Linked DNA regions of Mus musculus: regions 1 and 2 are each linked to region 3. The links are chromatin contacts, called in public ChIA-PET maps. All regions are on one chromosome and are shown on one strand. The core of a region is the stretch at or near the end of the contact, and the rest is flanking DNA. Distances in the headings are between cores, read along the strand shown. Region 1 overlaps Pygl (liver glycogen phosphorylase). Region 2 overlaps Trim9 (tripartite motif-containing 9). Region 3 overlaps Nin (ninein).

Region 1 (2,876 bases), core at 269-2,768, 140 kb before region 3:
GGCATGTCAGAGAAGGGATCTTACAACTGTCTCTGCATTCAAAGAACTGCACTTTGGCAAACATCCTAGGGAAAAGTAGGGGGATTCTGTCCCCATTCAGTGAGCCTCCTGCTGGTGCCAAGCATCAGGGCTCACAGGCATGGATCACTACCTGGTTTGGGGTTATCAGCTTTTGACTCTACTAGAGACAACACACTGGATTTGCGAAGATGAACTCAAATCTGTCCTGAGAAGTCTGACCTTGCACCTTCTGACCATCTTGCCACTCAGTCTAGTTACCGTCAGCTTGAAACTGCACTGTTTCTAAAGTTTTAATCTCATGATATACTTTTAATTTAAGAGTCACACTGTGTGTGTGTGTGTGTGTGTGTGTGTGTGTGTGTGTGTGTGTTTGCATGTATAGCATGAACACATTAGTGCTGAAACACATCAGCACACATGTGGAGATCAGAGGGACAATACATGAGAGCCTATTCTCTATTTCTGTCATGTTTGTCTTGGGAATTAAACTAGGTCATCAGGTTTAACAGAAAGTTCACTTACCGAGAGTCACCTCGATGACCCCATACTTTTTTTTTAAGATTAAATAATAGCTAACATAGGACTCTGCCCAAAACTAATGCTGTTGCTTTGTTCATATAATCTCATTTGACTCACAACCCTAAATTAAGTAGGTATTTTCAGCCTCCACATTATTTTAAAAGATTTATTTATTATTATAAATAAGTACACTGTAGCTGTCTAGGGTGTCAGAGCTCATTAAAGATGGCTGTGAGCCACCATGTGGTTGCAAGCCACCATGTGGTTGCTAGGATTTGAACTCAGGACCTTCAGAAAAGTGGTCAGTGCTCTTACCCGCTGAGCCATCTCACCAGCCCCAGCCTCCACGTTTTTACAAGGGAGGTTTAGCAACCTGACTAAGGGTCAGTGTCAAGGAAGTGGCATGGTCCATAATGGACCCCAAAGACTCGTGCTTCTCTGTGCCTGGCTATTCCATCTTGTACCACTGGCACCAATGATTGCTAGCTTCTGCAATTTATATGCAATGCCAGAACCGCTTCAGGGGAACCAAGGCCAAATCAAGCACAGAGATGACCCTGGTAGCTGGCCAGTGCCTCAGTAAGTGGAATTGTCTCTGGAACAGCCTGAGTGCGTATCCACATCCAGTATTGTCCTCTCTCCTCAGCTTGGATTGGACATGGAAGAGTTAGAAGAAATTGAAGAAGATGCCGGCCTTGGCAATGGCGGTCTTGGGAGGCTTGCTGGTAAGCGACAGCGGGAGCAGGTTACTTTGTCTGGGTGATCTATGCCCTTTTGGGTGCCATACACAACCGTGCTTAGAAGAGCCAAGTGGCTTTCTTAGAAGAAGGAGAAAGCATGTCCCTACTGTAGACGCATTTGCTCTTGACTTTGCCCTGTGGTCTGATCACAGGCCACATAGAAAAGAGGTGTTGCTCAAAGCCTTTTCAGACATTGCTTAAAACCCCAAAGCTAGCCATTTCCTTCCTGTTCACTTAAGGGTTTCCACAGCCACCCGTTTACATCACTGCTGTTTGTTTATGGCTGGTCGACTCCCATAAGCCCTACTCTTACCTTGCAGGCTTCAGTTTGATATTGTGGTTGACTGGCAGGCAGTGATGTCATTAATATACCTCTTCACATTCAGACAAACTGAGTTCTTGGCTTTACTTGAATAATGGCTTTCCAGCGAACAGAGAAGAAAGTACTTAAAGTATAATACTAGCTCTACATGCTGTGACAAGTCACCCAGCAAGAGCAGTTTAAGGAAGGAAGGCTCTGTTGTTGCTCAGAGTTCCAAGGCACAGTGTGGAAATCATGGTAGCGGGAGCTGGTCATGTGCATCGACAGCCAGGAAGCAGAGGAGAGTAGATGATCAACCAGCTTTCAATGTTTACACAGTTGAGGGCCCCAGACCATGAGGTGGTACCCTCCACATTCAGGGTGATTTTTCCACCTCCATTAACTCAAAGAATCCCACACAGGCATCCCCAGAGATGCGTCTCCTGAGCTCTTCTGGATCCTGTCAAGTTGACCTGATTATTAAACATTCTAACCTATAACCAAGCATCTCCAGTGCTCAGGAGAGTTTCTCCAAAGCAAACACCCAATGCAGCGTGTGCGCAAGACGACAGGAGAAACCACAGGAACGCCATGTCACGGTGCCGTTTCTAAAACCCCATTAAAAGCAGCCTAACCTTAAAGAAGGATGCTGAAATAGACAGACTTGCTGTGTGGATCACCAAGCTCAAAACAAACCCAATAAAACCCATGCAACGCGATGCTATTTATATTCTTAGAAAAGGTGAATTTTCTACGAGTTATGTATATAGGGAGACACAGGGGAGAGTATGGATTGAGTATAATACTAAATTAGAGTTTAATACTAAATTAGAGTTTAAGTGTTAAGTGATCCTGGTGGCTCCTAAAGAGGAGCAGTAGGATTAAAGGGAGCCATCAAAGGGGATGCTTATATATATATATATATATATATATATATATATATATATATATATATATAAGCATTGCTCTCAAGTTACTAGAAAGTCACTTACATCTGTTTCATTTCATCAAAGCCTTTCTACATCGGCGGCTGTGTGCTTTAGTGCCCCTATTAGTAGTAAGGTATGTAAGTTCTTCAGGTAGGCTGTTCGCCATCGTCCCATGACGCGCTCTTCTGAGGATTTCCCAGGCTTCCCTGGGCTATCGAGAGGATGGCAGCATTGGTGGAAAGCCTACCTAAGAACAAGAATTGATCTTCTTTGCTCTTCTGTGAAACCCAGACTCTTCAGTATTGGCTAGCAGTGTTCACTCTGCTCTGGACCTGGCGTTCATGACCTTGCTCCTTTGCTGTTTCT
Region 2 (2,771 bases), core at 69-2,568, 180 kb before region 3:
AGAACCCATTTTAGGCTGCTCACAATGACCTGTAACTCTGGTTTCATGGGGTCCAAATGCCCTTTTCTAGCCTCTGTGGGCATTTTCACATGTTGTATACAACAATACACACAAACACTTTTTAAAAATGGAATAATTTACCTGTACAAATTATTCTACATCATCTAATACTTAATGCTTAAGTTTTCAAATAATAAAAAGTCATGTTAGAATAGAAACACTGTCCCCAGAAGTATAAAACTTATTAATAATAATTGACACATTTTCTCTTGATTATTTTCTTATAGTCAGTTCCCCTGCCGGCTTCATGCCTCTCAACTACTAAATTCTTATGCACTCTGTAGCACATGATATTTGTTCATTAAATGTCAAACAATGAAAAAATAAAAGAGATAAATACAAATAGGGCATAGCACCAGGATCCTTCCTTCTCGATCCCAGGAGTCAGAGAAGAGCTTACGTGGTCCCCAGTAGATCTTTGGTTTGGTAGATCTTAATTGTTTCCTTAGAGCAGAGCCCCCTACCATCAGCTGAGTCTCCAATCTAGAACCCAGTGGGAAGGGAAAGAAGCGCAGGGAAGAATAAGAGGAAACTATCAGTCCTGACAGCGGATGGACAGTTCGAGGGACACATTTGCGTTGGAATGCAGTTCTCATCCTGGACTTACCAATCTGAGTAGGACTAAGGAGATGACTCAGTCAGTAAAGTGCTTACCCTATAAGTACCTGATTCGATCCTGAACCCAAGTTTAAAGAGGAAAGGGGAAAAAAAAAAAAGCTTGGTGACAGTGCATGAAATACCAGCACTGGGGAGAGAGGCAGGACAAGTAGAACTCTCTCGGGCTGGCTAGAGTAGCCTAATGGACAGCAAACTCCAAGTGAATGAAAGACCTTGTTTCAAAAATGCAAGGTCAATAGTGCCTGGGTGCCTGAGGAATATCTGTAGTTGTCCTCCGGCCTGTGCACATGCACACACAGAAACACACACATACACTGCCTCCCCCAAGTGAGTGCAATCTCCGCCTGCCACCATGTGGACAGCTTTCTGCAGGTCTTTCCCACTAAACTGCTCTTATTCCATCAAGTTCAGCCAGGCAGGACAACAGGTGCCCATGATGAGGCAGTAGCAATGTCCTAGGATGCCCCCTGTCTTTCTCTAGTGGTTGTCCGATAAAGATGGCAATCATTACCACAAACGTTAGCTTCCTATCCTGTGTCCCAGAAATCACAACCAAGAGCCTCACTCTTCCTTGTCTTGTCGATAGTTAACAGCCGAGGAGCCTTCTCTGATGGCCAATGGTTGAGATCAATCGTTGTGTCTGAGAGAGAAGGTGAGGAAGTGGGCTCTGCTTCCTTCCTGCACTCCACAGTATAAACACAGAATGCACACTGCGGTCGTTGTATTTGTGTTCGATGTGAATTAAAGATGCTTTGGCTAAGCCAGGAGATGATAATACTGTTCTCAGTCTCAACATGAACTTGTCCAGAGGAGCAGGACCAGAAAGACGATCCATATGCTAAAATGTGGTTATGAATATCTATCTAGCTCAGAGTTGGAACAATTTAATGGGGTTTGATGACTGACATCAAATGCTTGCAAGACTAGTGGTCTGTTTCAGTTGGCCCTCGGTAGTACCTGGTGAGAGGAACCCAAAATAAGTTATACCCACGCCATAAAATCAATAACTCCAAACACAAGGTGCTGGCTGGAGACTGGTCCTCCAGGGGACTTCAGAGGGAGCTTGATGGCTCCGCCTCAGACATTTCTAAGTATCTAAGCACCAAGACTACTACAGTGTAAAATCATGATTAAACAGTCTAAATGTCCTGTAGACGACTGACCAAACACACCGAGGGCCCCTGGGAGAGTCCTGGAGGGAGGATCGCCTGTTAGTCTGATTGGAATTGGGTGGAAATTGTCTTTTCTCCCTCCCCTAATTTGTTTGGAAAGTTCTCATAGCAAGGTAGGCTTGATTTTGTATGGTTTGTTTTGCTTCATTTTGCTTGGGAAGAAATGGGGTGAGATCCCATCGGGTTGGGCATGAAAGGTCACAGGTCAGACACAGAGATGGAAGAGTAGAGGGCGAGTTCAAGAGTTAAAAAAAAATGGTGTATGGGTAGGCAATCAATCAATCCACATAAAACTAGGGGGGAAAAAACCTGTATCACTGCCCAATTACTAATCCCAGGAATATTCATGGCTATACTCAGCCTCACCTAAAAATAGAAAGGGCGAGTGCTCCTCAGATAGGTTTTGATCTGATCCTCAAATTATGGGTATAGAGCTCATCCTTCCATGGGTGTTCAGATCACTGTTTGGAGATTCTATGCATCCCAAACATCACCTTTCCTTAATGTTTAAGGCATGATGTAACTGCTATGCAATGCCTTGATTGTCCCATCTGGTGAGAGAGACCTTTTGAAGCAAACTCTTGTGAATTGAAAATAGTTTTCTGACATAAATACAGTGGCAAATGTCTTCTCAAACTCAAAAGAGCTTGTGTCTGCTGACGCTCTGTGGTTATGTTTCAAGTCTTTTCATTAAGCTAAGAGGTTAGTTTCCTTTTAAGTAAGTAATGTGGGGGGCCAATGAGACAGCTCAGCTGATATAGGGTCCTCCCACCAACTGTAACAATCTGAGTTCAGTCCCTAGAATTGGCAGGATAGTCCCTAATATCCATACATGTGTGCACTTGCACACACACAAGTAAATAGATGTGAAGAATAATATTTTTTAATTTACTGTATCTGAGCAAAGAAATGACCATAAAT
Region 3 (2,857 bases), core at 306-2,805:
AGCAAACTCTAAATAATTTCTTGCAAATCTCAGCTCAGATTGGAGCTGTAAATATTCCAGACATGAATATGAGCTGGAAAAGAGACAACGCACCTCCGCTTTCTGGACGAGTCTGCAGACTGCAGGCTGACTGTGTGTGTGTGTGTGTGTGTGTGTGTGTGTGTGTGTGTGTGTGCGTGCGCGCGCGCGTGCACATGTGTTTGTGCATGCGTTTGTGTGAGTATGTGTATTCATGGTTGCCTAGCATCCCTGTTACTAAAATCTATAGGAGACTTGCTCCCAAGGATGTCCTTAGCAATCAAACATCTGTCCTCAACAGCCTGCAGACCTAAAGAAAACAAGGACAACCCAGGTGTGGGGAAGATTCCCCACAGGAAATAGAACTGCCAGTAAATACTGAGAAGTAAAGGGGGAAACACATTCATTCTCTCTCTCTCCCTCTCCATCTCTTTTTCTCTCCCTCTCTCCCCCTCAATACCTTTACCTCTCAAAAAAGAAAAGAAAAATCAAATGGTAATCTGTTCCCTAGAAACCATGGTTCAGTGGCAGAAATATAAGGAAAAGAAAAGTAACTAGAAGAGAGACAGAGAGCTTACAAAATGGAGTAAGAATAATAGGGGTGGCATGTGGCCACTAAATATGGAGAAGGCGAGTGTGGCCCGGGGCCTCCTGGTGTCCCAGGCAGGTTAGCCTAGGGCAGGGATGCTGGCTACCCCATGCTCAGGTCAGTGGTTCCTTCCTTTCTTGGTCCCTTTGCAACATTCATACTGGGACCTTTGCCTCGGAAAACACACAACTTACATGCAAAGCCACATTACACAGACAGTTTTAGGAGGGCAAGGATCTACATATGTTATGTCATTGAATATTCATAGCACCGTGTTTTTCCTTGTTGTTGGAGAGGGTGTCCTGTTATGATGTAAAATCTGTTTCGTCGTGAATCTGGGCGATATGAAATTTAATTGGGATATACATCTTAAAAAGGAGTCAGAACGCTTTAGGAGGTAAGCCTAATTATTCAAAGACCCTTTTTAAGTCTAGTTTCTTATCTCTTGAACTGGTCTCAAGATATTATTACGTGGTGCCAAGAAACGCAATAATTGTTTATTTTTGACACAATAGTATCTACTTACACTCCAGGGATAGATACCCAGAGAGCCTCTGAGCAGAGTCAGCCCGTCCTGGCGATGTATTTCTTGTCCCCTGTTAGCTCAGTTACCGACTTGCTGGGTAGCTTCTTTACTCTACTGGGGTTACTATGTTTAAAAATGAGCCTTTGGCTTTGTGTATAAGCAAACATGAGGTGAAGCCTGAGGCAGGAGAAACCTTGCTGATGGTAAAGGATGTTACAGAGAGATCACCTCACTCTCAGTGTGCTGCAGCTTCCTGCAGATGCACCAGAAACCTCAGACAGGACCTTTGAACACCACAGTCAGAATCTGCCCTGTCCACCACCCTCTAAAAGAGCTGTAGGCAGAGGCCTGGCTGGGCAGGGTCCTGTCTCTGGTGTCTGCTCCCAGAGACTCTCCCCACTATCATAGTCTGCTGCATCCCACACCAAAGCACCCACAGGGCTACCAGATGACACGCCTTTGCCTTGCCTCTTGAGATTGTGTCACAGCTACTTCCTGCCCCCAAAATAAGCTGAGTCGGTCCTGCCATTTTTGGTTTTTAGTACTGTAGCTGAACCCAAAGCTAAAAGTGATCTTCCACTCAGTCCCCAATCCTGTCACTTTTCAAAGCAGCTCTCTCTTCAGGTTTTGGATGTTCCTGGGCAGCTGCGACCCTGCCCAAGGTCTCGCTCTCACCAGCAGCCTTCCCCTGGGCGGGCGGACGGTCCTGTGGTGTGGTTTTATGAGCATATCAGTCTTATGTCTACATAGTAGCTCTAGCCTCAGCTACCTGTCCAAGAGGCTTGTCCTGGAGTCATCACCCTTTCTATAGACTGATTCATGCCTCTGAGGGGTGAGGAGGCGAGGGTACCCTCCTATTCTTCTCCCTGCCTGACTAGGGAGTCTGAATCTCAAATCTGTACTCTGGTGCATTCATTCCTGTCTCCTCTCTTTCTTTTCTTTTCTTTTCTTTTCTTTTCTTTTCTTTTCTTTTCTTTTCTTTTCTTTTCTTTTCTTTTCTTTTCTTTCTCTCTCTCTCTCTCTCTCTCTCTCTTTCTTTCTTTCTTTCTTTTTAAGATTTATTTATGTATTTCATGTATGTGAGTACATTGTAACATCAGATCCCATTACAGATGGTTGTGAGGCACCATGTGGTTGCTGGGAATTGAACTCAGGTCCTCTGGAAGAGCAGTCAGTGCTCTTAACTGCTGAGCCATCTCTCCAGCCCCTCTGTCTCCTTTCTTCTCACCTGAGAATCTGATCTTCCATGTCTTTGGAGGTGTTGAGAATCTTCTCTGGGGTCATACTCCATCATGGAGTGATATCAAAGGAGAAGTCATGGAGGAGGGAGCATGGAGCCTTCTTAGGTTTGCAAGATAGGGACACTTTGCCAGCGTTGTAGGTCCGCTCTTTCTCCTGTTTTCAACAGGTCTGACTTTCCCTTCCCCAAAGTGGTTTCAGAGTTTCTCGATGGAGACAATAAAAAAATCAAAACCTGTTATCAGGAGTTGAACGAGGGTGGTCTGGCTGTGTTCCCTAATGGGAAACTAATTTTAGCTCCAGGTTGCGTCAAATCCTGGTTTTACTGAGGTCCCGTGGAGGCATGGGTTACAGGCAGTATGGAACCGTGTCGCGCTCACCTATCAAAGCTGCCCCCGTTAGGATCTCAGCCTCTCAGGACAAAATGAGCAAACTGTAACTGGAAAGATAACGTAAGAACCATCTCTCCCCTCTGGGGTTATCCA

Evidence for each region. ChIA-PET counts read pairs in DNA pulled down with a chosen protein or histone mark.
Region 1: a contact with region 3 is called in an RNA polymerase II ChIA-PET map of memory CD8 T cells, with 63 read pairs. The contact joins two enhancer-like sites. A contact is called at or near these places in 2 of 39 promoter capture datasets (embryonic stem cells and stem cell-derived epiblast-like cells), 8 of 484 Hi-C or Micro-C datasets (the AML12 cell line, adipose-derived mesenchymal stem cells, cortical neurons and 5 more), 4 of 115 datasets of contacts at active chromatin or transcription factors (effector CD8 T cells, embryonic stem cells, memory CD8 T cells and 1 more) and 3 of 9 other capture datasets (adipose tissue, embryonic stem cells and liver).
Region 2: an RNA polymerase II ChIA-PET map of memory CD8 T cells shows a contact between it and region 3, with 15 read pairs. The contact joins two enhancer-like sites. A contact is called at or near these places in 2 of 484 Hi-C or Micro-C datasets (both in embryonic stem cells), 2 of 115 datasets of contacts at active chromatin or transcription factors (embryonic stem cells and memory CD8 T cells) and 1 of 9 other capture datasets (adipose tissue).

The regions. Positions count from the first base shown.
Region 1 is chr12:70,217,978-70,220,853 of GRCm38.p6, reverse strand. It overlaps Pygl (liver glycogen phosphorylase), which reads left to right. Exons shown (of 20, transcript NM_133198.2): 3 at 1,187-1,265. Among named protein-coding and RNA genes, the nearest start is that of Pygl, 8.3 kb to the left of the region's middle. Within about 2 kb of position 1,518, at least 73 of the 459 cell types and tissues checked have an H3K27ac peak or open chromatin away from gene starts, as enhancers often do. A contact at or near this core is called in effector CD8 T cells and memory CD8 T cells, where this site is marked.
Region 2 is chr12:70,256,563-70,259,333 of GRCm38.p6, reverse strand. The region is part of intron 8 of Trim9 (tripartite motif-containing 9); the gene reads left to right. Among named protein-coding and RNA genes, the nearest start is that of Gm38467, 26 kb to the right of the region's middle. Within about 2 kb of position 1,318, at least 11 of the 459 cell types and tissues checked have an H3K27ac peak or open chromatin away from gene starts, as enhancers often do. A contact at or near this core is called in memory CD8 T cells, where this site is marked.
Region 3 is chr12:70,073,904-70,076,760 of GRCm38.p6, reverse strand. All of the region lies in intron 3 of Nin (ninein), which reads left to right. Among named protein-coding and RNA genes, the nearest start is that of Nin, 28 kb to the left of the region's middle. Within about 2 kb of position 1,555, at least 44 of the 459 cell types and tissues checked have an H3K27ac peak or open chromatin away from gene starts, as enhancers often do. A contact at or near this core is called in effector CD8 T cells and memory CD8 T cells, where this site is marked.